Linked DNA regions of Mus musculus: all the other regions are linked to region 2. Evidence: chromatin contacts called from public ChIA-PET, HiChIP or PLAC-seq and promoter capture Hi-C data. All regions are on one chromosome and are shown on one strand. The core of a region is the stretch at or near the end of the contact, and the rest is flanking DNA. Distances in the headings are between cores, read along the strand shown.

Region 1 (3,279 bases), core at 751-3,250, 460 kb before region 2:
TTAGTCAGGGTTTCTTTTCCTGCACAAACATCATGACCAAGAAGCAAGTTGGGGAGGAAAGGGTTTATTCAGCTTACACTTCCACATTGCTGTTCATCACTAAAGGAAGTCAGGACTGGAACTCAAACAGGTCAGGAAGCAGGAGCTGATGTAGAGGCCATGGAGGGATGTTACTTACTGGCTAGCTTTCCCTGGATTGCTCAGTTTGCTTTCTTATAGAACCCAAGACTACCAGCCCAGAGATGGTACCACCCACAAGGGGCCCTCACCCCCTTGATCACTTATTGAGAGACTGCCCCACAGCTGGATCTCATGGAGGCACTTCCCCAACTGAAGCTCCTTTCTCTGAGATAACTCCAGACTGTGTCTCGTTGACACACAAAACCAGCCAGGACAGTGGGTGTGGGAAATCCTGAAAATACCAGAAAGGGGGGGGGGTCACAAACTGGTAGGAGTAATATTGTGAAAATGGTCATTCTACCAAAAACAATCTATAGATTTGACACAAAATTCCAGCACAATTCTTCACAGAAATTGAAAAACATATAGAAACACAAAATAGTCAAGAAAACAAAACAAAACTTGAGAATGAAAAAAGTGTTGTAGCTACTACCATCTAGTAACACTACAGAGCTAGAATAGTAAAAAAACAGCATGGCACTGTCATCAAAACAGACATGTTAGTCAGTGGAGTAAAGTTAAACACCTATATATGAATCCATACTCTTACAGGTGACTGATTTTTTTCAAAGAGGCTAACAATAAGCATTGTAGAAAAAAGAGCATCTTTGACAAATCATGCTGGTCAAACTGGATAGCTGTGTGTAAAAGAATGAAACTAAATTCTTTACTCTCAGCCTGCACAAAACTCAACTCCTGGATAAAGGATCTTAACATAAGACTTTATATCCTAAAGCAAAATTGTTATTCAGCAACTAAGGAAAAATACACTATTAAATTCATAGGTAAATTGATGGAGATAGACAAAACTATTTGGAGTAAGGTAACCTAGACACAGAAAGAAAAACATCACATTTTTTTCTCAGTTCTGAATGTTAAACTTGAATCTTTAGATATGTAAGTCTCATTTGGAATACCAAGAGGCATCTGGAAACTAACAAGGGGCATGAAGGGGCATAGCTTCAAGAAAATGGATGTATAATTCAATGGTATACAGAGGAAGGGGAAAATTGTGCAATATGAAAGTGAATGGGGACAGGCATGGGTGAGTAGATGAGGGAATATGGGCAATGATAAGTAACAGTAAAGACCTTTTAGAAATGTCACATGACAACCTACTACTGTAAAAGCTACAGAAATAATGAGTTTAAGTGAAATTATCTCATAATGCCCCTACTAGACACCACAACCTAACAATAATCCCAGGAGTGGAGCTATAAAATGCTTCAGCAGTGAGAAGCACGGGCTGCTCTTAGTAGCGAACCTGAAATCAATTTTCAGCTCCTACATGGCAACCCACAGTTTATGGGACCACTGTGATCCCATAAACTCCTAAATATTATAGGCTATTGTTATTATTTAGCCTCCAGAACCTGAAGTAAAAGCCTATTTTTAAGATTCCATATACCTGAGTCATAGAACATGGATAAATCTAATGCTACTGGCCTGAAGTTTCATCCCTACTGGCTAGCTTTTATAGTGTTAGATGTTGTCTACGGTATCAGAGGAGAAGAGTAATCATAAATGTTACTGAGCTGTGAACCCTGCCAGCTTTTACAATTAGCTTGGCAAGATACACCCATTGATATTAGAGGACTACAAATGTTATAGGTGTAACAATCAATTTCTACTTGAACTTAAGGCCCAGTCTACATGAGGGCATTGTGATTTGAGTCAAACCCTATGGCTAGACAGGTCTTAGATTCTGGGGAAGAACCTACTACTGTTTTTCTGTAAAATGCCCACAGTGTTGCACGACCTCCTAATGACTCAACTCTCATCAGAGAAGCTTCTTTATTCAGTAAGTGATGACTAACACACATATTCCACAAGTGGGCATGGTCCACAAAATAAGACACTAGAATGCTCGGCCCTAAATGGGATATCTGTGTCACACACCCTCATCCAAAGGTTCAAGGATCATGGTAAAAATGGGGCAAAGAGAATGTATGAGTCAGAGGCAATGGTTGACTATATGAAAGCAGTGTTTTTCAGATACAGCAGTTATGACAACATGCACAAGACCTGAGCAATTTCAAGCCAGAAAAAAATCCCAGAATGGAATGGGAGGTAAACAGGAAGTCCTACTTCTAAGTGAGGTGCTGTTGACACGTGATAATTGCTGGGAGATGGAGAGTCCGTTTTCTTTAAGGGTGTGGCCTCTTAAAGACAACCATGCCAGTGGGCCAGATCAACAAATACAGTCATACAGCCAAGAGTACATTTGCAGCACAAGTTGAAAATGATAGGTTGGTTTGAATTGGTTTGGATTGGTTTGGTTGTTTTAAAGGGATACAAACCCAGATGGACAATGGATGGAGATGGGGAAAAAGTGTGTCTGTGTTTGAGAAGAAGGCTAGATATAATAAAAAAAAAAGTGTGAACTTCTTAAAAATATTTTAAAGGGCTGAAGAATAACACAAAAAAGAATTTGCAAAGCATCTTGCTTTTATATTACTACACATCTTCTATGATAGCTTGAATATATTTCACCTTTTCAAGTTGAATTATTAAACCAAAGGGGATTTTATTATACTTTAAAGTTGTTTATACATATTTACTTTCAAAACCCATCACTGGAAGTAGATTTAGCTAGGAATTTGAATCTAAGTCCCCCAAGATGCTTAAAGACACCATGCCTTAATTTGGATTCTTACTACTTAGGGAAGACCTATGATGCAACCTAGATGGCTCAAACGCAATATAAAAATGTCAAGAGACTAAAGCAATTTGTAGTAGGCAATGGTTCCAAGTTTAAAAGCACAAATCAAAGATATAAAACGAAGCTAAAATCTAAGTTACATATCAAGAGATAGGCAATACAGCTACCAAAGACAACTCACAATCATATCAGCACTGGGCAGGAGAGGCATTCTGGTGGATGCAATGGTGTAGCAGAAGTTACTTCTACAGTAGGCTCTGCCCCGAGCCTGAGAGTAAGCCTCTGCTACACCTCAGCAGATAATGGAATATTATAATATGCACAGTTAATAATATTTTTAAATGAAGAATTGTTGTAGTCAATTTCTCTGTTGTCACATCATTTAGTCCAATCACCTTATAACTTCTTTATTTATGCAGAGAGCAAGAGAATCATAA
Region 2 (3,124 bases), core at 432-2,931:
TAGAATGAGGAGAAGGTATTTCCACATGCAACCTGAGATTGAAATACTACCTAACTGCTGACTCTACTTTCTCTGTACCCCAGGGCTTAATGTCAAGCCAATCACCCACAAACTTACCATTTTCAAAAAGAGTCATCTCATTCATTCTATCTTAACTCTAAATACTGTAAGCACAATCATGTTAATCACAAACTAATTTTAATTATGTTTGATCTCCACATCTTTTTCAGAGTAAGTCCCCAGTGACTTCCAGGCAATCTAATCTATACAATATGGTATCTGATTTGGCGTGGCTTTACCTTTTTACCTAAGATCTCTACACTGCCTGCCTATTCATTACACCATATTTTAGTTACTTTGCTGGCTGCTCCATAAGCTACCTTTAGGTAACCACACTAGATCATGCTTCCTTTTGCCCAGCTCCTCTGTGATCTACACAGTTAAAACAATTTCTGTATACTCTTAAACGTAAACCAACATGTTATTCTAGATTGACTCTCAGTTCTTCAGACCAGCATTCCGATTATTCACATTAAAATTTCCAACTCCGTAACTGTATGCCCGAAGTACAGTTGAACATATGTTACGCAATGCTCGAAATATTCAGCCATGTACAGTACACAAAATCTACATTAAGGTTTGCTATATTTTGGGTACACATTTTAACAAAACAGTTAAAAACAATATCTTAGAAAAAATCAAAATGAAAATGGAGGGAAAAAAAAACTCCCCCAAAACGTTGGGAACACGAGGAAGGATAAACTGTCCTATTGGTTGAGTAGTACGGAAGGAAATAAAGTCAGAGAGAAATTCAGAGCTAAGCATGTGGCCTCTGAGCAAAAGCACTACCTCGAGAAAACTCAACTTCACAGGAAGTCAAAAAAGGAGGGAGTAAAAGAATTGCGGGAAGTAGAGTGCAGACCCGCGTAGACGGTTATCTGTGGAGGTCCGGAAGAGGTGCCCACATACGAAAGGTGAAAGTTCTGCTTTTGGGAAACTAGAATCTCGAGTTTCTGGGCGGCTGGAGCCTCAGACACCACCCGGGGAAACACACGCCCTAGACCGGCTGCTCCGCAGGACCGACAGCCTGAGCGATGCACCTGACCACACTGGAGACAGGGAGGCTCCGCAGGGAAGGGACAGTGGAAAGGACAAGAGAAGCGCGGAGGAGATGATGAGGGAGGGAGACAGGGAAGGAGGACGCTCGAGGCAATTCAAGTGTCCGAGTCCCAAGTCCGGAGAACACAGCAGTGCACAGGCAGAGGGACTCCTTCCCCTCGTGGTGTGGCTCCCAAGATCACTGCGGAGACGCGGCCGCCCCGGGCCGAGGACGCGGCAGAAGCCCTACTTTCCACACACGCCGACTCCAGTCCCTGAAGTCACTTCTCCGACGCCGGGCGTCGGTGGCGGCAGGTGACCGCCTGGCCCAACGCGGGCCTCCTCCCGGAACCCCCGGCCCAGGACGGTCCCCCTGGTGCTCACCGAATCCTTTAATGAGCTCGGTGAAGACCCCGGGGTCGCTTTCCATGAGACACCACTCCCCGGCATTGCTCGACATGGTCCCCGACCACACACACACCGCCCCGCTTCCACCTCGCGCTCTCCGGAGCCCCGCAGCACAAGCTGCCACCGGCCGCAGACCTCAGCAAAACCCGCCGCCGAGCGTCAACCCCACGTCACCCCGCCTACTTCCCGACAGCCTCCGGGCGCCGTCACCTGCCGCGCGCCGGAGCACAGAAGGACGCTCTAGCCACCCGGGAGACGTCGAAACGCCTCTCCTGCCTCTCAGGATCCGTAGCGCCCTCTGCCGGGCCGGAGAAGTAGCGGGGCCTCGGAGCGCCGGAGGGAGGCACATCCGGGACCCTTGGCACCCCAGAGCTGGGGCGGGGCGATGGAAGGGGCGGGGCTCGAGACGGGGCGGGGCGGGGCTCGCTCCGACCCGAACCTGGAGCTGTCCTCGCCCTTTCGGGCCGCCTCCTATTCCTGGTGCGACGCAGGCTTTCTGTAGGCGCCGCGGGTCCTGAGCATCACCTTCCAGGTAAAGGTGGGTCACTGCAGGCCTGCTGCGGGCCGGGGAACCGCGTTTTGGGCAGTCCCAGCGATCCTGGGCACTTGAGGGCTGGCCGGTGCGCACTCTCTTCCAGCCGCATCCCAGCGTCAGAGGCCAGGCAAAGCCTTCGCCGCCTCTGTGCTCCGGCACCCGCCGGAGGAGAGCATGGACCGACTTCGCATCTGAACATTTCGAACCTGGCCTAGTTGCTCCGGGAGGATGGAATCTTGGGGAACTCAGGTCAACTCTCCCACTTGCAAAGCTCCTGGCGAGCGAACGTGCCAAGGCCCCTTTTCACTCTTTTCTCTCTTCCTGCGGCTTTGGCATAGAGGCGTTGTCTCGGATACCGGTTTGGGAAGGAGCTTTGTGGGAAGACCGAAAGGAAATTATCTTAGAGGAATAATAATCAAGGAAGGGAGAAAGATTTCTCGTCCAAGGGATGAGAGACTCATGTATCGGGATGAAGTGCCTTACGGAAAAATGCGCACCATCCCTCTCCCGCCACCCCTCCCCCCTTAATAGTGCATTATTTTAAAAACACTTGAAATGGTTTTGATGAATAGAACAAAAAATAGCTATTTGTAATTAATACTTATCATTCTTCGGAGGTGGTTTTATTCATCATTTCATAAAAGTATGTTCCAAGGAAGGCTTTTGGCTTCCACAGGAAAAATTTTTGCTCAGAGCATCCTACCATGGTGACATCTTGCCACAGTTCCTCAATACTTTTCATTGCATCGCCCTTAATGGAGTTGATATTTTCATTACCTTTGTGTATGGCATATCCATTTGAACCTGGGATCCTGGCTTTGTAAAGTATTATAGCTTCATTACTGTAAAATTAGCCTTGGCTTTTATTTTTAAAGAAACTGCGTATTTGCTTGACTTCTCAGGGTGAAAAAAAAAAAGTTAGCCTTTCCAAATTACATGAAATATTGGCTTAATGTTTGTGTAAATTGAAGGAAAACATGGTAATCTTTGTACTAGTAATGGTACGACGTATATAGATTGTAGTCCAGAAGATCTTGAAGCAGAAGTGTTATTACATCAGTGTCTTGCTATCTGGTTTACATT
Region 3 (2,845 bases), core at 331-2,830, 390 kb before region 2:
TAGCTCATTTACATTTCCAATGCTATACCAAAAGTCCCCCATACCCACCCACCCCCACTTCCCTACCCACCCACTCCCCCTTTTTGGCCCTGGCGTTCCCCTGTACTGGGGCATATAAAGTTTGCGTGTCCAATGGGCCTCTCTTTCCAGTGATGGCCAACTAGGCCATCTTTTGATACATATGCAGCTAGAGTCAAGAGCTCCGGGGTACTGGTTAGTAGTTCATAATGTTGTTCCACCTATAGGGTTGCAGATCCCTTTAGCTCCTTGGGTACTTTCTCTAGCTCCTCCATTGGGAGCCCTGTGATCCATCCATTAGCTGACTGTGAGCATCCACTTCTGTGTTTGCTAGGCCCCGGCATAGTCTCACAAGAGACAGCTACATCTGGGTCCTTTCGATAAAATCTTGCTAGTGTATGCAATGGTGTCAGCGTTTGGATGCTGATTATGGGGTGGATCCCCAGGTATGGCAGTCTCTACATGGTCCATCCGGGGATGACACACAGGAAGGAGCTGGATGCTGGTGATTATATTAGAGATCCCAATATAGGAAAATAAAGTTATTTCATGTAAGAAAGCAAGATCCCTTTCCAGTCACCTCATGAATCTTACCAACAGAAACTGAAATGAAGCATTCAAGCCAACCCCTTCAAGGACAGCTTTGTTCATTCTGTTAGGTCCAATGTCATCTGACCTTCAAAATTCAATTCCTAAGTACCTACACATCAAATAAGAAGCTGCAAACATAATAAACAAGACAGTATGTGAAAATATGCACATAAGCTTTGTAGATAATCTCTGTTTTCATTATGTGAGTGGGTGCATGTGTGACAGTGGTAGAAAAACATGAGGCAATCCTAGGGAGACAATGTGGGAGTCTGTGCCTGGAATGTTCAAAGTGTGTGCCTTCTATCAGTTTTCAGTCTGTTTCTGCTCCCCACAAAATTACCACAGCTACATTGCCATATAAGTCTGACCATATGTAGTATTCGTGGGGGAAAAATAAAAAATACTCAGAATTGTTTAGATTAACTAAATAAGTTCTGAAAGGCCCCTTGTAGAATTTCACACTGTCACCAAGATGTTCTATGTATGATTAGTTTGTAATTATAAGTTAAAGACTAAGATCACGGTAATCACATATAAAATGGGTACAAGGAGAACACAGACATGGACACTAAGCATGGAAAATATAATTTCTTGGTTAAAAACACAAACATATATATAACAAAAGCTACATCTATCACAATTCTAACAGGAAATAGGAAATGAGATTATACAACTATCTTTAATATTTATTTTATAATCTCAAGTATATACCTCTTATAGTTTTCACAGTTTAAAATTCAGTGAAAAATAAAACATAAAAGGTCAAAGGATAATGAGCAATGTAAATTATATTCTTCTCAATATAGCCTAAGTTTATTTCGTTCAGCAAAACTTTGATAGTTATTTAGCCCAATCAGTGCTTTTGTTTCTTTTCAAAGCCTTACTTTGGATGAAGTTTTAAAATGGGCCCAATCTTTGGAAAGTCTGATGGCTACAAAATGTGAGTATGATGTTCGCGTCATCTTTTAATGAGTGGCCTGTTTCACGTTCATAGCTGTGGGGGAGGGGTACCAGATGACAAGTGTGGCTCTGCTCGCTGCCTTCTAAATGGCAACTGACACAGTTAAAAAAGGAAAACCTGAAAATAGTTTGTCATGCCAACCACTGTTATTTTCTTTGGTGTTAATTAAAACAAGATTAGTCACTGTGGGTCTCTATTCTTCACAAGTATATGTATAAAACCCATTGGGAATATGCTTAAATAGTAACACATACTGAAATATACTGCCTTCCCATAACTTGCTAAAGTTAGTGCTTGGAAACTATTTTTAAAAAAAAAAGTTGCTGTTCTAAGTGCTGTCAAAACTAACAACCATTCGAGCCTCATTCTAAAACTGTGTGAAGCTCTTCAGTCTTTAATTCTAGTGGTTCGGGGTATAATGGCGCCAACATCCGAATCTAAGCAATACAAAGAAAAAGTCATAGCTATGTAGGCGAAAACATAACTTTAGAAGCTCAGTGCAGTTAATATAAAGAATGAGGGGTACTCGGGATAACTGTCTATTATATTTGGAACAAAAAAAAAGTGGTAGATGATAGAAAATGATAATAACAAGAAGACAAGTTTTTAAAAAGTAGAGGATACTCAAAATTCCACTGAACTTAGTTCCTTTCTCATAGTGTTAGCATCCCTATTAACTATCTGCTAATTCTTATCTATGAACTTACCTCCTTATTAGGGACTTTCCCATGTGAGGCTCTCCGCGAATAATGAATTGTTCAGATCTCCTGACTGTGAACAAGAGATAGCTGTAGTACTATGGTATTTAAATTAGTGGGTGTGCAGGGTTATTCTAGACACTACATCCTGTCACTCCTGGGGACCTCTGTGTTCCTAGGACACTACCTACTCTCACAGCCTCAGGAACATTCTTTAATACAACATCTGTTATTTCTGACTCACAAGGCAATGGTGGGGGGGTTGAAATTTAGACTCTTGGCTTTTTCTATTAGAGTCCCTTAGTCCCTCTAACTCAGACTCTGAGGCTCTGCTCCTCATGTTGTACATCTCCAGATCTGGGGCACCACCTAATCACCTATCTTGAGTTGTAAGCCACTCCATTGAAAATATGTGTGTCATAATTTCTTTCTTTCATTCATTTGAAAAGAAGTTTGAGCTATGCCTTTTACTTATCAAGTGTTACTCATAGTTCTCTGACATAACTTACCAGCATGGTTATGAATCTTTGCACTAAAATTTTGGTCACTTAAATGGAAGAACAGAAACTTGCCTGTT
Region 4 (2,952 bases), core at 57-2,556, 310 kb before region 2:
TGGAATTGGATGGGAGGGGAAAATAGGGGAGAACTGATCAGGATAATACACACACACATACACACACACACACACACACACACACACACACATTTATCCATACACTTCTTCTTGTCTTTTTTACATTTATGCCTGGTTATCTGCACTTATGTGCGTGTGTGTGTGTGTGTGTGTGTGTGTGTGTGTTGTTGTTGTGTGTGTGTGTCCTGAGGGGGAAAAAAAACTATTTCAACAAAAGGAAAAACAAATCCTTAGTTTCAACATGGCTTACTAAACTCTTTATAGTTAAAGAGTCTATAAATACCCACCCATAGGCATGCACTCTGTTTTTACCATGACATTTTAGAGCAGAAAGGAAATAATTTGATAAATATTTAATGAAACATGAGTTCCTAGAAAATCAGGCCTTTTCCTTAATAAGTCATAAAATGAATCAACAAATATGTAATTCTCATCAACACCACAGGACAAATTCCATCTTTGGGGCATGTCCTATCTTGAAGATCATCTACCTTAAAAATAAATAAATAAATAAATAAATAAACCTTCTTGGCAATTATATCTTCCAAATGCACCAAGATAGAGTATGTACTTAGAGTCTAAAAACTTTATATCCAAGGAACAAGTTTGTTGGAAACAAATCTTTTATGATCGTAGTTCTAAAAACAAAGGCTCTTGCAAGAATGTCTTACCAAAAACACATCATGCTGGCATGACTCAGCAAGCCACAAAGGTCATGCCACAAGCCACAGGGTATAGACATCATCCAGTATATTGTATTACTGGATGATGGTAGTGAGTGACATCATAGCAAATGTCTGGTGATGCCTGGATTATGGCAAGCCCCAAATGCCATACCCCAAAGGGGTAGAGTGTGTGTGTGTGTGTGTGTGTGTGTGTGTGTGTGTGTGTGTGTGTGTGTGTAAAAGAGAGAGGAGGTTATCTATGCGCTTTTTGAGACTAAAGGTTTTTTAAGTAAGTAGAGAGCTTATTTATTCAGGAACAGGTGTTCTGAGAACATTCTCTTCTGTTAGACTCTAATTGCTAGATGATGATCTTACCTCACTAATGTGAGGGCACTCCAGCTGTTGGTGCTGATTTCACAGCTAGTTCCTGGGCCTTGCACTTCCCAATATGCACAGCATTTTTGTTGGTCACCTGACAGAATTAATGAGTGTAGAAAAGACCCCTTGGTGAATACAAACATATACATTTGTGAAACAGCACTCTGACTTCCAGAGCCAGCGATGTTGTTTTGTTTGCTTATTTAATAATAGTGCATAACACTGTGGTCACAGAGGACCAGGAGCATGGCAAGGACTCAAGGAAGCATGCCAATCGAAGCCAGTGACACCGTGGTTAGGACACAGCACAGCTGGACTTAGTGCAAAGAACATCGTGGGACACTAGTTTCTGCTGTTATTGGCCTGATATTTCCTCTGCATTAATTTATATTCAACATCTAATATTTGGAGATAAATAAATAAAAGACAATGTAGTTTGAAGGGCTGATGAGAGAGGGAGGAAGTGAAGGAGGGAGGGAGGGAGGGAGGGAGGGAGGGAGGGGGGAGGAAACATCTATGTGTCCATTTTAATGACAATCACACAACTTTCATTTCCATCAGAAAAACAATGGGTTTCCTCCAAAATTACCTTTGGATACAGTACACAGAGGGCACTGTTATTATATTTCAGCTTTGCGTGCCGTGCCCAGTATACAAAAGTGGTTCGAGAACCTTCTAAAATTGAGGAGGTGAGTAAAAGAATAGAAAAATAGAATCTGTCTAATTGGATTAGTTCTGATTCAAAAGTTGCAATGCAAAGATAAAGGTAAAGAAGAAAGTAAGGAGAATGATGTTGACCAAGGAAAGTAAGGCCAAAGATAAAAGAGGGCGTTAGAGGCTAATGTCCAGTAGTGAGATAAACTGGATCTTGGTTTAGAAAAAGGCAGCTGGGTAAAACAATATGGGACATAAATGTGGACTGAGTATAGGACAATTCAAAACAACTGTCTTAGTGTTGAGGAGCTTGCTAACCATGCAAATACTCTCTAAGGCAGTAACCTTTCTTTCCAAGTACACATGATGGGTTTTGAGATGAAAATGGGGTGTTGAGTGTATTTGCTTCACATCTGCAATGCAAATTGCACAGAGCGCCTTGTGCAAGCTTTGTAAGCATAGGATCACTGAACTCCACCTCCAGCCCCACGGTTTATTTGTACGTGTCTTTCAGAAAGAAAGAAAATACGTCAAGAGGGGGCTGAAGATGACTGCTCAGTCTTTAAGAGCACCAGCTATTCTTCTAGAAAACCCGGGTTCAATTCCCAGCATCCATGAGGCAGCTCACAGTGCTGTCTGTAACTCCAATTCTGAGGAATCCTACACATATTTTTTTTTTTAAATGTCAAAAGGTCATGGTGTGCATGCAGCAAAGAGGATATTAGAAACAGAGGCACTTAACTAGTGCTAAAGTTACTTCATGATGCTGAAGGTCTGTTGTTGGTGTGGGTAACAGTACTCCTTTTCTTCATTTGAATCCATGGAGGAAAAAAAGAACATACTGAAACTGATACCAATATAATTTCTCTGAAGAACTTTTAAACATTTTTAACTTTATAATACACTAGAATCAAAAATCGAAATACTCAGTCTTGAGCAATAAAATGCAAGAGTGACTGCACTTCTGTCCCTGCTTGTAACATCTGTTCTCATCCAACCCTTAAAAATCATGCCCACAATTCAGGGTCCGTGAGCAGCACAGCCTCCTCTAGGAAACAATGGCATGGGCATCACTCTGTGCCTTGCTCGCCCCAGAAGCAGATCATTGGAGGGAGCAGTTGAATCACCTGGGGTGGGTAATGTTGACCTCTTTGGCTCCAAAGTCCTACAGATGGGACCAACAAGCATGGTGAGAACCAGGAGCTTTGCTTTCTATCCTTGCTGTCAGTCCAGG
Region 5 (2,818 bases), core at 308-2,807, 500 kb before region 2:
TATAAATTTGGATTTAAAATCGTCTTGTTATGTTTCAGTTTCATTAGGATATCCAGGGTTTACTGTAACAAGATAGCTGGGCTCTGGTTGTGCCATACTGTCCTTGGCCTTGTTGATTGTGTTCTTACACTGTCCTTTAGTCAGCTGGGTTTCTATGATGTTGGCTGGATGATCCTGATAACAGCAGGACTTCTTGGGAAGATAGGGGGATCCTTGGGCTAGACAATGGAGGTCAGGGTTAGACTCTGCTGGTTGTTCCTCAGGCACATCCCACTGTCGAAATATTGGTTGAGCAATGTTCCAAGCTGGGTTTTTTTGGGGTCCCCACAGGCCTCCATGGGGGAGCAAGATGTTCTATGGGTCCCACAAGGTTTCTTGAGATCAAAGAGCAAGCCCAGAGCTAGACTGTGGAGTTCATGGGACCCTGTGCAACTCACCTAGGCTGACTGTGTCACAGGAAGACATGACTGGGATAGGATTGGTGGAGTAGGGTTCCAAACTGGTTAGTCTTGGGCCCCCCTCAGGGTTTCCATGGGGCTTGTTGTGAACTCTTCCGAGGGAAAAAATCCTGTAAAAAATGTAATTGTAGGAATTATTGCTGTCTTTACTCATTTGCTGAATATTTATAGGAATTAAACTCTAGTACTTACAAAATTACTATGTCTGAAGATTTAATTCATGTTCCATGTAAAATGGAGTTGAAGACTCTGAGACTGTATACAAAGGGAATCAATATTTAAGAAATAAATAATAAATATTTAAGCCAATGTACTTTTTATGAATTATTAGATATGTGGCCTTAAGCAATTTTTAAAGAAATTTGAGTTTAAATATATCATGATGAAGCTAATACATAAAAAATATTTAAGACCTAGAATATATATATATATATATATATATATATATATATATATATATATATATGTCATATGTTTTCAATATAAATTTCCGTATTTTTTCTGTGAAGTTCTCTCTCTCTCTCTCTCTCTCTCTCTCTCTCTCTCTCTATCTCCTTTCTTTCTCTCTTTCTCTCTCTCTTAATTGGGAACTGAATCAGGCCCTTGCACATTCTAGGCAAGCATTCCATCAGATCTACTTCCATCCCTTCCTTTCAGGGTGTTTAAGTGATGCATATGTCTAAAGTGTAATATAAATGAAGGGAATTATTTTAAGGTATTTTGGAATGATATCTATAAAGAAAAGAATAAATCATATGCCATAATTACATGTATCAACACATCAGCATTAATATACTAAAAAATACCAATTTAAAATCATATCAACACACATGCCTTAGAAGTTTAATAAATATGGGTGTCTTCTTATATATGTGTTTTAAATATATCACATGAAAAATAATCAACCATTAATTCCTGGAAATGGCTACTCTGCTAGACAGGCTTCCTGTACAGCTATTTTTTGTGTCCGTCTGATCTTTTTCTTTCTTTCTTCTTCTTCTTTTTTTTTTAAGCGATTTCCTGCACTACAAACAAACTGACACAGGATGCTCATGAAAGAGTAGTTCATTTTCATTTCACATGGGCAAGCTGAACATCAGAAAGCCCCTAGATTTCACAGAACTACAGTTAACTGTCTTTCTCATGGAAAGCCCCAGGGTGCTTAGGATTCTCATAACTACCCTGGAATCCCATGGTTAAAGCTGGCTTCCTGCTTCTCTCACAGCTCACTGCCATCAAGGTCTTTCATTTTCTCATTTGCACAAAACACTGTTTTGGTAAATGATTTTGACATGTTAGCATTAAAATACAACAGTATAAATCAGGCTTAAAGCAGTATATGAAAAAAGAATTGAAATCCAAAAGGTACAGTGGTTTTAATCACAAGTGTTTGATGAAGTCTACAACCTAGGATTTGTTTGTTTGTTTGTTTGTTTGTTTGTTTGTTTTGCTTGGTTGGTTGGTTGGTTGGTTGGTTTTGGGTTTTTTGGTTTTTTTTTTTTTGGGGGGGGGGGCAGGATTTTTCTGTATAACACTGGCTGTCCTGGAACTCACTCTGTAGACCAGACTGGCCACTCAGAAATCCGCCTGCCTCTGCCTCCCAAGTGCTGGGATTGAGCAACCTAGGATTCTTGAAGGATAGCAAACTCTCATTCTAATTGAACTGAAAGAACTCAAATTCCTGATTTATACTTTAAAATTAGATAAAGGAATATACAAACTGTTAAAAAGTAAGAATTTTCTGTAATGATCAAAATCACAAAAATTTATGAGGGCTTGGATATAGCTCTGTGGTTTAGCACAAAGCCCTGGGTTTGAGGCTGCCCCTGCACACACACACACACACACACACACACACACACAGAGAGAGAGAGAGAGAGAGAGAGAGAGAGAGAGAGAGAGAGAACTTTTAAAAAGTATTGAGTAAAAGATAGCAGTTGATTAAAAGATAGGAGAAAAACATGTGTGTGCGCACGCAAGCACACACGTGAACATTCATATATGGATGCAAGTATATGTATGCCATGGCATGCTTATATGAAGGTCATAAAATAACTTCAGATGTCAGATTTTGTCTTATTTGAGACAAGTTCCCTTAGCATTTATGCTGCTTGTTTGAAGCTCACAAGCTTCCACAGGTTCTCCTAAAGGATGTGAGATTAGTCCTAAAGACACAATGAAAACCGTAAATCTGAAAGATGTCAAGTGGGAGAGTGTGGTTGTTAATACTGATTGTCAACTTGACAGGGAAGATATTCACGTGGGAGACAATCCTCTGAATATGTCTGTGAGATATCTGATTCAGATGAAAAGACCTACACTAACAATGGGTACCACCATCTCATAGACCAGGATCCTGG
Region 6 (3,270 bases), core at 653-3,152, 360 kb before region 2:
GTATTACCCTATTATACATGCCTTTTAAGATTGAATTCTGACATAGCTAAAGCCAGTGTTCCAACAGTGGTAGAATGTCCTTGAGCTAGACAGTGACATTCAGAATAGCCTCTGGTATTACACTATCACTTAGAATAAAAGCCAAGTCGCTCCCATATACAGGAATTTACAATGGTTTAGGAAGTAGATCAGGCTGTGGTTTTAGAGTATTGCATTATTCATGAGATGGTTAGCTAGAACGGAACTCCCTAGTTAGAACCAGGACTTGGGTGTGAAAGCCCTTGCCCTAGGAGAATAAAGACCTCACACCTGGCTTCTAAGATTATAGCTGAGTTACACTCATACACACGCAATTACAATGGCCTAAGGGGAAGGTGGACTATACAATAGACTAAAATAGACTATGGCAAGGGCATGAAGCCCTTGACCCTGGCTTCTAAGATTAAGTGAATCTTAGGTGGAGCCCTTGTTGATCCCAGTTGTTAACAATGAATTCTATCCCAGGTGGTTCCTGTTAGACCTTCTGTGTTTGCATTCCTCTGTTTTATGTAAGAATCCAGAAACCTCTTTGTACCTTTCGAGTGTGTCACCCAACTTCCTTATTGTCTTCTGTATAAAAAGTCTGATGCTCGATTTGACATTACATTCAGATACTACACAACCTCTCCTGTGTGCATCTGTCTGTCAATTCATCTGACGCTTTGCACACCCGCGACTAGAGACCCGTTCCACGCAGACAAAGGGGCCCAGAGGGTCTGTGGCACCTCTCTTTCCACTGATGGCTGACTAGGCCATCTTTCTTATGACATCTTGTGGCCTTTCTGTCACAGGTACATCTAAACTGACAAATAATTTCCACTGAGTGACTCAGAACAAAGGGGTAACTTCACCAACTCATGGCATCCTTGAACATGCTTCAGATGTACAGAGACCTGAGAGTGTGGACCTTAGAGAGTATCCAGTTGTTCTGTATCTTTAGAGCTCTTCTTTGGGCTTCTGTATTAAACTGTATGAATTGTTGTTTAAATTCTGTTAACCCATAAAAACAATCACATTTTTTTCTACTTTTAGATGGCCCAATAGTGTACACAGCATATTTAAAATTGGAGCACAGTGATGAGAACATTAAATTCTGGATGGCATGTGAAACCTACAAGAAAATTGCTTCACGAAGGGGCAGAATTTCTAGGGCAAAAAAGCTTTACAATATCTACATCCAGCCACAGTCTCCTAGAGAGGTAACAATGGGACATGGCAGTTGGGGCATCACTTGGAAGACACTATTAACTTGAAGACCATTACATGCTAATCATAGTCCATTCCCAATATCTCCTAAAATTATATAAATTAAGAATTACCATTGTTATTTTTCAGTCACAAAACCTATGAAATCCCCCTGTGTGGTAGAGTCATCAAGTAGTAACCATAGAATTCAAAGGTGAGCTGTTTAGTCCACAATCCTCTACCCAATAGCCTATCTTACTGGCCTGAACAGTTAAAAAGAGCAAAGGGGTTGTGGAAAGAATTCTCGGGCATCATAAACTTGAAATGCCATGAATGAGCACCCCAGTGAGGTTGGTCCTCTGAGTCATTTCACGTTAGCATAATCCAGCCACCACAGCTGACATCCAAGTTGCCGTTACTACTCTCACACTGCCTAACCCCAAGGCTCCTGACAGAGAGACTTCCCAAACTTACAATTCATGTTAAATGCAAGGGTGGAGGATAGCACAGGAGATATCTATTTCTCAGCATAACCCTATATTATTCAACGATTCCCAAAAACCCTTCTGGAAATTTTTAGTTTTCTGAGATAACCACTTCTCCCCTCTATGTCTTCACTTCTCCTCATTTGCTTCCTATTTCAGGACTTGGTTGGCTAACACAGCATTTGTGACTACTAAGTAGAGTAAATTTTAAAACAGCCACCAACTTCCTTTTTTTCTTTAAAGAAGATCCCTCCAGTCCATAGACTTCCATGTTTGCAGACTACCACTAGCAAACCACTGGCATGTCCCAAGGAAGCAGAGGTTTCTAGAGTTCCCTGGTCACAGACTTCATGCTTTCATTCTTTCCCTGGGTGCTAATTATAGATTTTTACTTTTAAAAAGAGTGAGGACTTCATTTCTTAAAAGTCTTTTTAAATACCTCTGGAAAATTGAGCCTAAACTATCCTGTTACTCTGAGAAAGAGGGTAGTAGATGAAAGCATTCCATTGCGGGCATAGGCATTTGTTGTGCTTAACCTACAATTTTATTTTTCAGATTAACATCGACAGTACAACACGGGAAGCTATCATCAAAAGCATTCGTGAACCCACTCAAACATGCTTTGAAGAAGCTCAGAAGATTGTATACATGCACATGGAAATGGATTCTTACCCCAGATTTTTAAAGTCTGAAATGTACCAACAACTCCTGAAAACTGTTCAATCCCAAAGCTCTTGATTACTACACAGAAGTTTAAATGGAAGATGGCATGTTGCAAGTGCTAATGGAATTTAGAAAAAGACACAAGATGAGAATGAAGGGAGAAAGGAAACAGAAACCAAGTCCTGAGTTGATCTCTAGTTCCCAAGGGAAAGTCATTCCAAACCTAAAAAGCTCCCAGATGCTGTGACACAATTTATAGCATCCTTACAGAGAGGAATTAACAGAGAAGAAAAAAATCAGCTTCCTCTTATCATATAAGCACTATAACATTTTTGCTATAGTAGGCAACTAATGATATTTTTCATTAAAAAAATTGGCAGTCATAGCACAAATAACGGGTTTTGAAACCATTGCTCCATGAATTTTGTCTTTATATATTCTATAGATATGCTCAGAATATCTTGAATTAGTATATAAACATATAAGTCATATTATAATTTGTTGAATTTTAACATAATCAGTATATATTAATCATAGTGTATTAATATGATATTAAGAAGAAATTTAGCTATAAAATTTTCCCAGCAGCATGTCCATGATTGACCTTAGAAGGTCACTTAACCTATATCACATACGTCTTCTACATGTTAAATCTTTGGGATAATTGTAAGCTTTTAAGATATGTGGATTTTTTTTACATTTACAATGTCATTGGACTATAAAATTGGTCTTTTATTGAGATTAATTTCTTCATAATATGGACTCACCATAGTGTTGGAAATCAATCAGTAGAAACTAAAAGCTGTGTGCATATTTTTCAAAGACACCTTATTGTACCTTACTATGAACATTTCAAAAGGCCCAAAGTTTGCAAAAGTGAAAAAAATAAAATAAAGCA
Region 7 (3,140 bases), core at 126-2,625, 420 kb before region 2:
TTTATCCCCATTCCTGGTTTCCCCTCCGAAGAAAAACACCCTCCCCCTAACCCCTGCTCACCAACCTACCCACTCCTGCTTCCTGGTCCTGGCATTCCCCCACACTGGGGCATAGAGCCTTCACAGGACCAAAGGCCTCTCCTCCCATTGATGTCCAACTAGGCCATCCTCTGTTCTTAACAACTTTGCAGTTATACAACAAATATTTGACTTCAACATGAATTGATACCTTAACATTCTAAACATCAAAATAGGAAAATTTGAAAATGTTTTCATATGACAAATTATAAAATTTTAGACCATAAATTTAAACCAACTAGGTATAGATTAAGGGAGGGGTAGAAGACAGAATCAAATGCATTTACTTAATGACAAAAAAGTGCAGAAAAATCTTGGTCTCCAAAGTTTTTGGTCTTCTACTTGCAATCATGTTTTCAACAGACATTCTATTCTGCTTTTGATATATTTTAGAAAATGGACAATAAATAAACTAAAGATAGATTGTAAAGAGTCAGGCGAATACTGTGTGATGGTAGCAGGTCTGGGGTGATTTTTTACTTCTCCTTCAACTGGATATAATGCTTATTTTAACACATGATGTTATAGTTTTTGTGTACATTATAAATAACAGTTTCAAAATGATCAAATTTCTACAAACAATTTTAGCTATTATTTTTATTGAAGATGTAAAAAGTTATGTTTTTAGTTTATCAAGTTAATAGAAAGTAACTATCGTCACAATACAGAAGAAAATAAGATGGGCAAGTTTTATTTCCACAATAAACAGCTTTATCAAAGTACGGTTTTCTGAGATAATCCAACACATATAATTAATTTTGAGATTTGTTTCATTTCTATAACATACAGACCACAAAGAAAGAGACCTAGATAAGGTTTTCTAATGGTTACCATCTTTATTTCAGAACACTGTCCCAAGCCTTTGTGACTAAAATATTAAATTGACTCTGAATTCCACCAATAGCTATGTGACCTAAGATCAATCTTTTAACCACTCTGAGTTTATTTCATCAGATAGTACATAATAATAAGTATATTTTCCTCTTCAATATATTCTGAAAATGTATTAAGTAATACAACTTACAAATAATGAAATTGTTTATAAAGTTTAGCCATTATTTTATGAATAAATATGACCAACTAAGAATAAAGTCATTCAAGAATACATTGATTCAATTTGAAAAGTGTCATTAATATCAGATGACTTCCTCCAGCCTTGGTTACTAATGAATGGCTAAACTTGTTGCTGTAAATAAATGGGCACTAGGACATTTCTTTAAAATATAACACACATGTGGATCAAGATTAGACTTCTTCCGCTTTGTGGTCTCACATGACTGACCACAGCAACTATTTTTAGTCAGTGTCTGCTTTTTAGTGACACCCAGCTCCACATGTCAGAGTCATCATCCTTATGATGATATAGAGTCGTGTGACAATCTTGTCATATCCTTTCTGTCCAATTCTTTATGATTCCAACATGAACTTCTACTATGGCAGTATTGAAAGCAGCAGAGTGAGATGGGCATAGACTTTTCACCCCTTAATTCTACAAAAATAAAAAGGAGGCAGTCAGCTGTCTTGACATAACTTACTTAGCTAATAAACACGGGGTGGTTCCAAAGAGGACTTCTGTAACGATAACACATTTACATGGTTTTTAACTCCAAGTCAATCAATGGATTAAGAATGAACAGCAGTTTAAATAGTAAATTGTTGTCTCTGATAACAATGCACAGGGGTTTGTGCTCTCTGCCACTCGGATGCTTACAAAACTGAGGGAAAAGTATGTTCAAATTTAGATGAATATGGGTTTGGCTGGAGTGGCGAAAATATCAATATACTGTAGCCATTTGAATGTCATATAATGTCCCCAACCTGAAATCAGACATTTCTAAGTTCAAATTCCAACCATGCAATTTCAAAGCATATGACCCTGAACAGCTTAATAAATTTGTATTACTGGGATAAACAGGCCTTAATAAGACTAAAGATAAAATGCGGGAATGATGAGAGAATCATAAATTAGCAAAAAGTACTAAATTGAAAAGCAACAAAGGTTAAAGGCAAAGACTATAAAGGTAAAGAGGTTTACAAAGAATGTTGAGAAAAAGTCTCTCTGGTGGCATAAGGAACATGGTGGTACCTATGATCTATACTACATAAGACAGTGCCTTACCTGTCTCCAAAGAATATGGAAAAATCGTTGCTAGAAACTGTGCAGCTGTGCATGAAATATGTGATCTCAGCATGAACTATTTTTTAATTTTAAGTACTTCAAAATAGAACTGGGAGATGACACAAAGGGTCAAGATGTTTCCTGCTAAGCTTGATAACTTAAGCTGAAGAGAGTGCAAACTTCCTCAAGATGTCCTCTGGCCTCTGAACACAGACCATGATAAGCCTTTATGCATGCACACATATACACATACAAATACATACATTCATGTATATATACATATACATATACATATACATATACATATACATATACATATACATATACATATACATATACATACATACACACACACAATACTCCAAATAAAAAAGCCATCTGGTACCTTTTTTTCTAAGTCCAGTTAACTGTAACCTCAAGAAAGTGAAGAGATGAGCTTTCTGTCCTTTAACCAGCTAGAGCTGGTAGCACAAGATGAGTATTAGAAAGTCAGTAGCTTTTTGGGAACCCAGGTGCTGAAGAGGAGTGTAAAGGTATACCGAGCCTCATCTATCTCTTTCTTTCTTTTTTTACTTTTCACAAAGAAAACAGTTTGCATATCACATTTGTGTAAGAAAAAATTCATCTTTGTATTTAAGCAACTCATACACAGTCACATGATAAACCAATGGCAACAGTGGAACTTTATCTCAGGTTGGCCTCAGGTTGGTTAAGTATTCTTAACCAAAATACTACAGGAAACAAATTAATTTTAAACAATAAGAGAATATGTAAATATATCAAAGGAAAATTTGAAATAAGATTTAAAATTTAGAGCTCAGCCTTAGATGCTACACCAACAGATCTACTAGTAGGATCCTAACTACTGCTGAAGGCCCAATACCCGTATCGCTCCTATTATCCATTCCTTAGGTTGCAAGTATTTTTGACATATACGTGATCT

The links. Promoter capture Hi-C pulls out the DNA fragments that hold promoters and counts their contacts. ChIA-PET counts read pairs in DNA pulled down with a chosen protein or histone mark. HiChIP or PLAC-seq counts read pairs in DNA pulled down with a chosen protein or histone mark.
Region 1: an H3K4me3 HiChIP or PLAC-seq map of bone marrow-derived macrophages shows a contact between it and region 2, with 2.4 times the contacts expected there. The contact joins the enhancer-like site here to the promoter of Uchl5 in region 2. A contact is called at or near these places in 3 of 39 promoter capture datasets (the C10 cell line, the HPC-7 cell line and pre-B cells), 1 of 15 datasets of contacts at CTCF or cohesin (large pre-B cells), 2 of 484 Hi-C or Micro-C datasets (CD8 T cells and bone marrow-derived macrophages), 9 of 115 datasets of contacts at active chromatin or transcription factors (the 230-238 cell line, DN3 thymocytes, the SCID.adh cell line and 5 more) and 3 of 9 other capture datasets (adipose tissue, liver and macrophages).
Region 3: a promoter capture Hi-C map of pre-B cells shows a contact between it and region 2. The contact joins the enhancer-like site here to the promoter of Uchl5 in region 2. A contact is called at or near these places in 7 of 39 promoter capture datasets (the C10 cell line, the HPC-7 cell line, cranial neural crest and 4 more), 1 of 484 Hi-C or Micro-C datasets (B cells), 5 of 115 datasets of contacts at active chromatin or transcription factors (bone marrow-derived macrophages, embryonic basal ganglia, forebrain and 1 more) and 5 of 9 other capture datasets (adipose tissue, embryonic stem cells, liver and 2 more).
Region 4: a promoter capture Hi-C map of the HPC-7 cell line shows a contact between it and region 2. The contact joins the enhancer-like site here to the promoter of Uchl5 in region 2. A contact is called at or near these places in 5 of 39 promoter capture datasets (the C10 cell line, the HPC-7 cell line, liver and 1 more), 2 of 115 datasets of contacts at active chromatin or transcription factors (CD8 T cells and the SCID.adh cell line) and 3 of 9 other capture datasets (adipose tissue, liver and pancreatic islet).
Region 5: an RNA polymerase II ChIA-PET map of memory CD8 T cells shows a contact between it and region 2, with 30 read pairs. The contact joins the enhancer-like site here to the promoter of Uchl5 in region 2. A contact is called at or near these places in 7 of 39 promoter capture datasets (3T3-L1-derived adipocytes, the C10 cell line, the HPC-7 cell line and 2 more), 1 of 15 datasets of contacts at CTCF or cohesin (large pre-B cells), 5 of 115 datasets of contacts at active chromatin or transcription factors (bone marrow-derived macrophages, memory CD8 T cells, microglia and 2 more) and 1 of 9 other capture datasets (pancreatic islet).
Region 6: a contact with region 2 is called in an H3K4me3 HiChIP or PLAC-seq map of bone marrow-derived macrophages, with 3 times the contacts expected there. The contact joins the enhancer-like site here to the promoter of Uchl5 in region 2. A contact is called at or near these places in 4 of 39 promoter capture datasets (the C10 cell line, hippocampal neurons, pre-B cells and 1 more), 2 of 115 datasets of contacts at active chromatin or transcription factors (the 230-238 cell line and bone marrow-derived macrophages) and 1 of 9 other capture datasets (liver).
Region 7: a contact with region 2 is called in an H3K4me3 HiChIP or PLAC-seq map of bone marrow-derived macrophages, with 6 times the contacts expected there. The contact joins the enhancer-like site here to the promoter of Uchl5 in region 2. A contact is called at or near these places in 13 of 39 promoter capture datasets (3T3-L1-derived adipocytes, the C10 cell line, the HPC-7 cell line and 10 more), 1 of 15 datasets of contacts at CTCF or cohesin (large pre-B cells), 3 of 484 Hi-C or Micro-C datasets (B cells, bone marrow-derived macrophages and pre-B cells), 14 of 115 datasets of contacts at active chromatin or transcription factors (the 230-238 cell line, CD8 T cells, the HPC-7 cell line and 9 more) and 3 of 9 other capture datasets (adipose tissue, liver and pancreatic islet).

What each region holds. Positions count from the first base shown.
Region 1 is chr1:144,238,117-144,241,395 of GRCm38.p6, reverse strand. No RefSeq gene overlaps it. Among named protein-coding and RNA genes, the nearest start is that of Rgs1, 9.3 kb to the left of the region's middle. Within about 2 kb of position 2,000, at least 23 of the 459 cell types and tissues checked have an H3K27ac peak or open chromatin away from gene starts, as enhancers often do. A contact at or near this core is called in CD8 T cells and bone marrow-derived macrophages, where this site is marked.
Region 2 is chr1:143,775,835-143,778,958 of GRCm38.p6, reverse strand. Uchl5 (ubiquitin carboxyl-terminal esterase L5) reads right to left here and starts at 1,681. Exons shown (of 11, transcript NM_019562.2): 1 at 1,483-1,681. The coding sequence starts at 1,558. It overlaps Ro60 (Ro60, Y RNA binding protein), which reads left to right and starts at 1,908. Exons shown (of 9, transcript NM_013835.2): 1 at 1,908-2,038. It overlaps LOC115487685 (a small nucleolar RNA gene), which reads right to left and starts at 31; the gene lies at 1-31.
Region 3 is chr1:144,165,991-144,168,835 of GRCm38.p6, reverse strand. Rgs13 (regulator of G-protein signaling 13) reads left to right here. Exons shown (of 6, transcript NM_153171.4): 4 at 1,488-1,549. Among named protein-coding and RNA genes, the nearest start is that of Rgs13, 10 kb to the left of the region's middle. Within about 2 kb of position 1,580, at least 10 of the 459 cell types and tissues checked have an H3K27ac peak or open chromatin away from gene starts, as enhancers often do. A contact at or near this core is called in pre-B cells, where this site is marked.
Region 4 is chr1:144,084,120-144,087,071 of GRCm38.p6, reverse strand. Gm35356 (a long non-coding RNA gene) reads right to left here. Exons shown (of 4, transcript XR_387455.2): 2 at 1,062-1,158. Among named protein-coding and RNA genes, the nearest start is that of Gm35356, 5.0 kb to the right of the region's middle. Within about 2 kb of position 1,306, at least 59 of the 459 cell types and tissues checked have an H3K27ac peak or open chromatin away from gene starts, as enhancers often do. A contact at or near this core is called in the HPC-7 cell line, the SCID.adh cell line and pancreatic islet, where this site is marked.
Region 5 is chr1:144,271,945-144,274,762 of GRCm38.p6, reverse strand. No RefSeq gene overlaps it. Among named protein-coding and RNA genes, the nearest start is that of Rgs1, 24 kb to the right of the region's middle. Within about 2 kb of position 1,557, at least 25 of the 459 cell types and tissues checked have an H3K27ac peak or open chromatin away from gene starts, as enhancers often do. A contact at or near this core is called in memory CD8 T cells, pro-B cells and thymic regulatory T cells, where this site is marked.
Region 6 is chr1:144,138,678-144,141,947 of GRCm38.p6, reverse strand. It overlaps Rgs13 (regulator of G-protein signaling 13), which reads left to right. Exons shown (of 6, transcript NM_153171.4): 5 at 1,072-1,238; 6 at 2,265-3,270. The coding sequence ends at 2,447. Among named protein-coding and RNA genes, the nearest start is that of Rgs13, 37 kb to the left of the region's middle. Within about 2 kb of position 1,902, at least 17 of the 459 cell types and tissues checked have an H3K27ac peak or open chromatin away from gene starts, as enhancers often do. A contact at or near this core is called in bone marrow-derived macrophages, where this site is marked.
Region 7 is chr1:144,198,941-144,202,080 of GRCm38.p6, reverse strand. It overlaps Gm35415 (a long non-coding RNA gene), which reads right to left. Exons shown (of 3, transcript XR_387456.2): 3 at 1,255-1,567. Among named protein-coding and RNA genes, the nearest start is that of Gm35415, 3.1 kb to the right of the region's middle. Within about 2 kb of position 1,375, at least 63 of the 459 cell types and tissues checked have an H3K27ac peak or open chromatin away from gene starts, as enhancers often do. A contact at or near this core is called in the 230-238 cell line, CD8 T cells, the HPC-7 cell line and 2 more, where this site is marked.